Regions from separate parts of the Danio rerio genome. Here region 2 is linked to region 1. The links are chromatin contacts, called in public Hi-C maps. All regions are on one chromosome and are shown on one strand. Each heading gives the region's core, a stretch centred on a gene start, on an enhancer-like site or on the middle of the called end of the contact. The rest is flanking DNA. Distances are from core to core; before and after follow the strand shown. Region 1 overlaps LOC137496480 (a long non-coding RNA gene). Region 2 overlaps si:ch211-168k14.2.

Region 1 (5,196 bases), core at 1,810-4,309:
AAAGTGGAACTTCTGTTTTTGAAAGGTATTACTGGGGTGTGGCCTACTTTTTTATGCAGGCCCCTCCAGTTTAGGGAAATTTTCAATTTCCCTGCACATATAAACTTGGAGTCACACCTCCATGACTTTGATCTTCAAACACAGCAGTTCTCTGCCTGAGGGCAGCAGCAGGGCTAAAGATGCTCTCAGAGTTTGGATTTATAAGGACTTAATGACTTAATGGAACAGAACCCCTTACATTCTCCACCTTTATGCTGTATTTGTCATGGAAACCGGCATACGGTTTGAAGTTACCTGTTTATTTCAGCATTTTTTCTCAGGCTTATGGAGGAAAAGGAAATTTGACTCAACTGGCTGCTTTCAACAAATAAAAACCCACAATTTGGGACTTGTGGAATGCGCATCAATGGACTTGCTTTTCAGTGTTTGTACTTCCAGCAGTTAAATTTAAACCACACTGAACTAAACTTAAATTCTGAAAACTGGACTGACACAGTTTCAGTTTACTAGAACTTCTATGTTAAGCTCCTTTGACAAAATCTACATTGTAAAAGCACAATGTAAATAAACATGAACATCATCAAGCTTTACAATGTGAGTTACCAAAACACAGAGGCAAACTATGCATTTTGTCAAAATTAATTTGTTGTGGTGCTTAATTCAATCGGTTAATATACATAGTCAAAGCCTTCTGCAAACGTACTTCCGATAAGCCATATCTGAGACACCCCACGTCTCTCTCCTGCTGTTATTCTTGCGTCCAACGATACTTAGAGCAGGCAAACGCCATTCAGAAGAATTTGACAGAAATGAGTGTTGATGGCTCTTTTCAAAATATCAAATAGCACGCAGATACCCTCCTTACATCTTGCAGATAAGCTTCTTCCCAGCTGTCTCTTTCGTACTTTTCTCATTGAGCACCTTTGACTAAATCTTAAAAGCAAATGTGAAAAGCAAAACACCCCAGTGCTCCGAGAATTTTGTTTGATATTCCTGCGCATATCTAATATCTTACAAGTTTTTGACTTTGCCCACATCAAGAGTTTACAAGTGGCCCTCCACAGGTTATTAAAACACCAGGAATGGTTGAAGATGAACATCAAAACAGTAGCAGTCTGTGCGGAATGGATTCCTGTGCCGTAAGTTGTAGAACTGATCCTTTTTTTATTTTCACTGTCTGGTCGTCACATGGGGAGGCCGTGTGCCTGTGGAGCTCTCTGAATACTACAAAAACATCTCTGTCTCATGCAAATATTAGTCCAATTTGATACCTTCTCTTCAAAACAATGCTCAAGGCACCGAGAGAGAAAGCAAATCTCTGACTTATCGTCATTATGCTGCACTGACTGTTATTCTTTGAAGACTGTTCAATGGCGTTGCTCATATCCTCCATATTTATCAATGTATGTCTTACCCCATGAGGTGCATGTGCGATCGCTTCATCGATGTCATCAGCTCCAAGCTATTGGTTTTGAGCAGGTTGTTCATTGCTCAGGCTAGTGGGCTGGAAGAAGCTAATTTGATTGACTTTGAACGTCAAGTTTCCATGCTGGTGGTCCAGGGTCCCCTGACAGTCTTGACGATCATGGTCAGTGAGCTCATCAGCAGCTAGTCAGGTAGCACCTGACACATGTCAATGCCTAGAACAACAATGCACGCTAACATAAGCTAATGCCCAAAGTGATGCTGATTTGAATGAATGGAGCAGATTTTAATTTATGTGTGCAAAAATGTATCGTTGTGACAGCTCTGAACGTAATGATTCCCTTGCCACTTCAGCACAAATAAAGTCAATGTGCTTAGACTTGTTATTTGTAAAAAAAAGTAAATGACGGTTCTGCACACCAGAAAGAGTATCAAGTTTAACAGCCAACAAAATTTCCTCAATTTTAAAACAAAAAAACCCAGAAGACAATCCTTCATGTATCAAATTTACCTTTTAAAAAGTACAGAAATGACGTCCCAAGCAACTTTCTATATATAATTGTCAGCATGACTCCAAAAAATCTAGGAAGTGACAAAGTACTACATTTCTTAAAAACGTATTAGAGATATTTCATGCAGTTTTCACTAAAATACTGAAACCGTTTTTAGGTTATTTGTGCAAGCAAGTTTTTCACAGTACTTTAGAAATATTCAAAAATGTCTGTCAAGGTTTTTAAATAATTTTGAAAACGAGTGGCAATTTCACATCTGTCACATCCATAATGCAGAGGTGAAGCTTTTTCCTCATAAATATCAACATTTTAAATAAAATGAAATCAATCATTTATGTTTTATAGTGAGACAACTCTTGTTCTGTTGATTAGCAATTTTTTGGGGGGTTGTGCAGTTTAATTCACAGAATTTCTACAAAGCATGTTGTATGTTGTAAACTCGCAGACTGTTTATTGGTCCCATCCATAACGCATGTTTATTTTTTATCATTTTAATTATAAAAAAAATGTTTACAGATTGATATTTTTCTGTTCCCATAACTCAGTGGTTAGTTGTTCTGGAAAATATAAACAAAAGTTTCAATATAATGTTAACATACATTTTATGTGAATTTATGTTTTGAAGTTTTGCTGCAAATCCATAAAACTGGAATTGCTAGAAAAAAAGAGATACTTTCTTGGAGAAATGGGATCTAGTCTGGCCAATGTCCTTTCAGAACCATGATTTACAGCCATTGTTCTTACTTTAATTTGCTTCATAACTGTCTTATGAAAAACAACTGAAATGTAAATGATATAATTATTTATCATAGTAGTATATAGTACTAACAATTTATTATTAAAAATAAAAAGTAACAATAATTTAAAAGTAAATTTTTAAATGTATCAAAAGTATATTTTATAATATAATAACATGTATACATTAAATTGAATATTGATCAATATATGTGGCACAGTGACTCAGTGGTGAGCACTGTCACCTCACAGCAAGAATGTCGCTGGTTTGATTACTGGCTGGGTCAGTTGGCATTTCTGTGTGTAATTTGCATGTTTTCCCTGTGTTTGTGTGGGTGCTCCAGTTTCCCTCACAGTCCAAAGTCTTGTGCTAAAGGTGAATTGAGTAAACAAAATAGGCCAGTGTATGAGTGTGTGAATGTGTTGTGACTGGAAGTGCATCCGCTATGTAAAATATATGCCAGAATTCCGCTGTGTTCCACGATAAAAAACGGACTTAATATAGGAATCAATTAATTGATTAATGTGTTATCATAAATGCATAATGAATTTATTCCCAAAAAAACTATAGTAATCTAATACTTGAAAAATGTCCCTGTAACTTCCACAAGATACACAGAAGCTTCATTACACACTCATGTGATATTATTCCTCAACATATACACAGGTGTCATCTTAATTCTCCCATTTTCTACATGTCAGACACACGAATCTCCGTCTCCTGACATACATTCTTTCACTACTCTCAGGCAGCTGCAGTGATAATGAGTATATTGATTTCTTGACAAATCACAAGTGGCAAAAACAATGAGAAACACCACGTATCCCCAAACTCCTGACAGTCATATTTATGTTGAAAAGGACGCGATGGGCTCGCTCATCCTGACAGAGGTATTCTTATTTGAGGCGGCACATCTCATCATCACACAGGTGCTCGTGTGGCAGAAGATGGCTTCATAAACATGGAGAGCCAAACGCACTACTCCACAAATTGGTGTTGTGTAGTGACATCCCTCCAGTCTCTTGGCTGTCTGGTCTCTGGGATGCGGCCCTCAAAGGAGGTGTTGAAAAGTAAACAGCGCCTAGCTGGAAGGGAAACGAGTGCATTTACTTCCCACCTCGCGCATAGCTCGCGTGGGAAGTCTGAGCGAAGACGATCCCCGGTGGGCTTGCGGAAGAACTGGGGGATTCTGCTAGGCCCCCATCCTTCTAGCACTCGACAAATAAATGGGAAACACTGTTGACAGCTGTTCACAATGATGCTGAAAAGAGGGAATTGCATTAAAAGAGTGGCACTCCTGACAGATATTGTCCTGTCGTACCAAAAAAGCACATAAAACAAAGGGGAGGAAAGCTATTTGAAGGTGCAGCGAGCAACAAGCTGTGTTCCTAATGCTGAATTCTGCACCACACAAGTCCCTCCTCCCTGTCCACAAAGCACTGTGGTGGCACTTCACAAAATAAAACAAGCAAGCACATTTGGAGAGCACACTCTGTGCCAGGGGTTTGATAAGAGGGGACTAATTGCTGCAAACCGAAGAACAGTGCAGCCTGTCAGCATGGAGTATAGCTGGAGGTAGGGTCCATCCTGAGTCAGTACGCGTGCGTTAGTTATTCTGTATTTAATTGAAGGGCCTACAGTACACTGGGGTGAGGCTAAGGGGAATTATTAAGCTTTAACCAGAGGCCTTCTGGGAAAAGGGCCCTAATCAGGAAGCTGGGGAGCGAGTAGAGGCTGATGAGAATTATGACGATTATGACATGTTAGCACATGTCTGTAGGACAAGTGGACAGACGATGAGTTAATCAAGGGCTAGATTAAATGGCTCCCATGCTGTCAGGAAACTACCCCGAGTCTCCCATGTCAACGTCTTCTTATTAGGGTCAGCATCTTCCTTAATGACTTATGGATATGTGTGTATATATGTCGTTTGAATTATTCATTGCTCTGCGCTTCATCAACAATACATTATTTGCAATTAGCCAACACTTGTCTGTGTGCAAAATAGTGACATTAAAGGTTCAAACCAGGTTTTTATGTTCCTCTGTGTTGAGTTTCTTCATGGGTGTTTTGATTTTTCTGATTGCTACAAGTAGCTCAAACTCGCTAATTCAGAGACATGAACCGGTGAATGTGCAACAGGTTTTATCATAAGGTAAGCACGAAATAAAAGTTTCCGTCTGGAGCTCATTCACATGACTCGACACTTGTAAACAATCGCTCCATCGGCCTCGCAGCTCTCAGCGCCACTCATGCCCATCACCACTAACAAGCCAACCTATCACAGAGCTTGCACTATGCGTCGTTGCGACGTATAGTTACATTTTTTGATAGGTGCGCATCAGCGTCAGCCACGGCAAGAAGTATGCAACTGCGTGCACTTGACACAGAAGTATAAATCAGCCTTTAGTCAGATGGTTCACATGAAAATTTATTGTAACTGATTGTATCATCGTTTGCTCACCCTTGGGTCATTCCAATCTCAAAAAAAGAGAAAGAAACTCAACATTGGTATTGGCAAAA
Region 2 (5,196 bases), core at 1,248-3,747, 190 kb after region 1:
ACAGTGTTTGCTAATTATTCATATTTGTTGTTATTTAATTTGTTAAATGATGTTCCCCAATTCATCATAACTTCTGGATATCGATAAAATAAATTAACATTTTTGTTTTATCAGGTGACGCGGTGGCACAGTAGGTAGTGCTGTTGCCTCACAGCAAGAAGGTCGCTGGTTCGAGCCTCGACTGGGTCAGTTGATGTTTCTGTGTGGAGTTTCCATGTTCTCCCCGTGTTAAAATGGTGACTGGGTGATGTGGTTTATGTAATCAGTATTTATGATTCACTGCTAAATTATTAGACAGTTTGAGAAAGTTCCAACATACAGTATCTTTAACTTGTGTCTAATTCTGTGAGGTCAGCAGAGTGAGTCAATCAAGTATTATGAAGTGAAATTATCAGCTAATTGCTATTGTGGTAAATGAGTCAAAGCATTGCTGATTCTTCATTGTAATTCAAAGAAGAAATATTAAACATAATGTTGAATAAATGACTTTATATCATAACAGATATAGTGTATATATGAATAGCACAGTTAGCATAGTAGCTTTACAATGATCGATGAGTGAAGCCCTGCAAATGAGAAGTAATTTTTATATACTGTGTGAGTGTAATAATTGCTTCTCTTTCTTTCTTCTACTAATTAAAGGACGAAATAAATTTGATGTTTTCCATGATAACTGTATGCAATCACACAATGTATATTTCATCTGCCAAAAGCATCAGTAAAACAGCTTTCCAACAGTGTCACACAAAGCTGCATTTATTTGCTTAACAAATGAGAGAAGAGTATTACTCTAAATGACATATTAGTGCTATATTAGGCTAGATATTTAATATAATGTTTACCTGTTAGAGATACCCTAATTCATCTTTTGATATGATGACCTTTTAGAGAAAAATGATGTCCATATATGTGGACTCGTGGTTTGAATTTACATAAAACACTTTTTGCTGATTGTTTTTAATGCATAATTAACATAAATTTTTTTCAACATGTTTTGACTATCAGAGAGCAAAACTTTTTTCCCCATCTTGGACAGTTCAAAATAGTGTTTGGGACATTTCATATGCTGCAAAACAGTTGCAGGATGACACTGTATGTCTGTAACAACATATAAAACATTCAAAGTATTTTAAATAGCCACTTTAAGAGATGAATGTGCTGTCCACATATGTGGACACTAAGCCCTAGGAGGTTAACAGAGCATTTGAATAGAAACATAATTGTATAATAGGTGTAGTTTACATGTTTTAATAAATAGTAGTCAAGAACTATATCTTAAATTTCAGTTTAATTAAATAGTTTGGGCTCTGTTGCTAATTGTAGCCTTTAATATTACAGTGATGTTCAATGACTTGCTTTATTTAGTTTTACAACAATAGCTTGGAGAGGTTTTTGATTAAGTTAAACAAGAAAATAGCAATTATAATTGAATTTAATTAAAAACAGAGCTACAAAATGCAAACCTGTTTAAGAATTAAAAAAAAAAAAGAAAAAAGAAAAAGTAATTCTATGTTTTGTTTTTTTTTTTTTCGTTTTTCCCCCTGCTGCAGCAAAAATGCACCAAACAAGCATTTCAAAACTGAGGTCATTACAAACCATTTTTGTGTAACATTTATATCAATGGTTATACTGATAACTTATGCATAAAGAGAGAAAGGCAGAGAGAACAAACCAATGTTATATTATAATTTTTTAATGATGAAGTCATGTTCATTTGAATTATAAAGTTACATTAATATTGATTAATAAATAAAGGTTTTAATGTTGTCAGTTCATTTCATTCTGGCATCTGTGATATAGTCCAAACGCAGTTCGTGTAGCATAGAGAAATCTTCACTAATGTACATTTTATAGGCTTTTATGTATGTTCAGGCCATTCTAAATATGGAAATCAAAACCATTTTATAATTCAATCATTCCGCTGCTAGCAGACCACCTGTGCTGCATGGTCAGCAGGGGTCTCCTGTACACCCTGGAAGGCTTATATATTTATTTCAGTCTTACTCTCAGAAGTCACTTAGTCTAGTGGACACAAACAGAAACTAGGGATAAAGCCAGAAATCAATGAACAAGGTGAGAGACCCTTCGCTACATGTGATCCGCTGTCTTTTGTGATATCTTCAGTTTGTGTGATGGTGTTTTAGAGAGACTCTCTTGATCATGTGCGCACCAGGTCAAGGGTCACGGCCGTCTGCAAGTGACCACCCAGACTCTTCGTCCAGTTTCCGGACTTCAAGCGACCCCCACCTTTTTGTCTTTCTTTCATTTTCTGGCCCCTCCTCGCAGCGACACTGGTTTTCATCTCTTGAAACAAAAGCTAACTGTTTTGCTCAGCGCTAGATCAAGGGCCTCCTTTTTCCTCCAGGAGAGGTGGAAAAACAAACATGTGTACGCCGATACCTTCTGTCGCTTCCAGATTCACATCTGCAAGCTCCACCACTCTTCAGCTGTTGGAGAGCCTGCACACACATACAAGCGTGTTCCCATGGGACAGGCCTGTTTATCAGCCAGCCTGCCAACCACATGATGGATCCTACCACAGGCGTCAAACGTGACACTCGGGTGGGTGGTAGTGCGGGTCAGACCCCCACACGAACCCGCACACTTGGCTGAGATGCTGGCTCTCAGTTGTGGACAAAAAAATGCGTGCGGATGCCCTGGAGATAATGCTGCTGTTTGTACCGGGACTGTGATTTCCCCATTAGGTGTTCCAGCTTTGATGAGAACATTTCATCTCATCAGAATGGCTGATCAATTGGAAGTTCTGTACATTGTTCTAAACACACGTGATCGGCTCTGTTGGATCTGACGTTCGATGTCATGTTTTGATCAGGTGTTTGATCCCAGGCACCATCAGTTGTCATCGCTCGTCTCTAAACAGTGGTCTACCACTCTTCATTAAAAGTCAGGCTTTGCTAAAGAACAAAGTCTTTGGGGAGGTTTTGTATGATCAACTAGTATCACTAAAGATAAAACATCATTTTCCTTTACTGTGTGCACATGCTGAAGTACATGAGAGACATTGATTTTGTTTTTGTTATTTTCTTTCAACTGAGGAAAATTATGGTGCCTTAGATTTAGACTTCTATAAAATATATACATTTTTAGACAAAACAATAGTAATATGAGATAAGAAGAGTTAAGAACTCCATATTTGGTGGAATTAGCCTGATATTTTGGTTTTGTTATTCTAACCAATTATTTTTCTCTAAATTACAAATGAAATTGGGTATGAAAAATGATGCTCCCTTAACAGAATAAAACATTTTAAACTAATACATCCAAAACCAAAAATATTAAGGTGGTGTCTTATTTTTTTCTATAGCTGTAGATATCTTAAGGGCGTCAAGGTGGCTCAGTGGTTAGCACAATTGCCTCACAGCAAGAAGGTTGTTGGTTTGAGCCCCGATTGAGTTATTTCTGTGTGGAGTTTGCATGTTCTCCCTGTGTTCACATGGGTTTCCTCAGGTTACTTTGATTTTCCTAACAAGTCTAAAAACATATGGTACAGGTGAATTGGGTGAGCTAAATTGTCCATATAGTGTACACTACAGTATTGTGTGTGAATGAGTGTGTGATTCCCAGTGATGGGTTGAAAAATAGGGACTAAACCGAAAATGAATAAATGAATGAACATCCAGAACATAAGAATTTAAAGGTGATGTCTTAATTTTTTTTCATAGCTGTAGATGTATGAGTTATAATAATGCACATTGCTTTTTTGATCATTATTTTTGATATTTTTAAAATATTTTTTATCCAAGGTTATTACGCTGTCTGAAACTTATACCTGCTCATGCCTAATCATGATAAGTCTGGGTGTCTCATTTAGGTGTGAGTGAATTGAATGAAGTGCTTTTACATGTACACAAAGAGATGGAGGAATCTTTAATAATAAACTGGTTTAGCATTCTTTTAAGGTTCATTTTTATTACTACCTTTCAGAAGTCTTTGTCTTGATATTAGAAAGTAAATTTATTTTTGTAAGTTTTTGTTTAAAATTTTCTGAACATATGGAGGAAGATTTCAGCGCGCTGTAGTTGCCAGAGTTGTTTCTGCTGGTTTTTTTAAGGAAATAAACCAAAACAGTATATTTATGGTTAAGTTCAGCTGCATTTGACTGAGCATCACTCTCCTAGTGTTACTACATTGTTACTACCATTTAGAAAATTTACCTGGATATTATGATAAATCCTAAAGCTTATTTAATGTTTGAACAGCAGATGTTTAGATATTTATTTATATTTATATTATAATTATTATTTTTTTTCTTTTCTTTGCTGAGTCTCTTTATTAATCAGGGGTTGCTACAGCGTATGAACCGCCAACTTATCCAGCACGTGTTTTACGCAGCGGATGCCCTTCCAGCTGCAACCCAGCACTGGGAAACACTCATACACTCTTGCATTCACACTCACACACTAGGGCCAATATAGCTTATTCAATTAATCTATAGCGCATGTCTTTGGACTTGTGGGGGAAACCGGAGAACATACAAAATCTACACAGAAATGCCAACTGACCCAAACCAGCGACCATCTTGCTGTGAGGTGACAGAGCTACCCTACTGCGCCACTGTGTCGCCCTTATTATTATTATTATTAGTATTATTATTATTAACAAGAATTTCTAAAAGAAAATAGAAATTGGCTTCCACAGAGTATTTGAAAGTAATCTCAACAATTTCCTCCATGTTCACCATTTCCCCCCCTTATACAGTACATTATTTTATTGCTCTTTTGCAACTTGATATTACTTGCTAGAATTACAATATAGTGTACAGATGTGTGAAAAAAAAAATTTCTTACTAAAATTATGGCACTTCTGGCTCACCAGCATGAAACCAGTCTAAAAAACACAGTGAAATTTGAGGTTGTCTGAGCTTTTTTTTTTTTTTTTTTTTTTTTTAACAGCACCATCTATTCCTCATTCCTCCATCTTCCACTCAATCTCATCCTCCTCGAGTGTATTTTAATGAGCGGCGCTTTCCCGCTAGCTCTCCGTCACTGGCGGGCTGCGTCTCCAGCGTGCTTTTAATCCAGAGTGTCTTGATGCAGAGAGAGTCCAGCAGAGTCAAGCTTCATTCTAATTTGGTCAAGTCTCATGGTGTCGCATTTCACTCGGCCTTCCATCACAAGTGGCTTTTCAACAGTGTGCCGCAAAGTCACTGTCCTCTTGCGTCAATTTTTCAGTGCC

The links. Hi-C and Micro-C count contacts between places; a contact is called where the count stands out from the background.
Region 2: a Hi-C map of embryo shows a contact between it and region 1, with 2.1 times the contacts expected there. The contact joins two enhancer-like sites. A contact is called at or near these places in 2 of 18 Hi-C or Micro-C datasets (caudal fin and embryo) and 2 of 4 datasets of contacts at active chromatin or transcription factors (embryo and gastrula embryo).

The regions. Positions count from the first base shown.
Region 1 is chr9:32,971,267-32,976,462 of GRCz12tu, forward strand. The region is part of intron 4 of LOC137496480 (a long non-coding RNA gene); the gene reads right to left. Among named protein-coding and RNA genes, the nearest start is that of zic2a, 12 kb to the left of the region's middle. Within about 2 kb of position 3,060, at least 3 of the 62 cell types and tissues checked have an H3K27ac peak or open chromatin away from gene starts, as enhancers often do.
Region 2 is chr9:33,156,889-33,162,084 of GRCz12tu, forward strand. The region is part of intron 3 of si:ch211-168k14.2; the gene reads left to right. Among named protein-coding and RNA genes, the nearest start is that of tmtc4, 45 kb to the right of the region's middle. Within about 2 kb of position 2,498, at least 4 of the 62 cell types and tissues checked have an H3K27ac peak or open chromatin away from gene starts, as enhancers often do.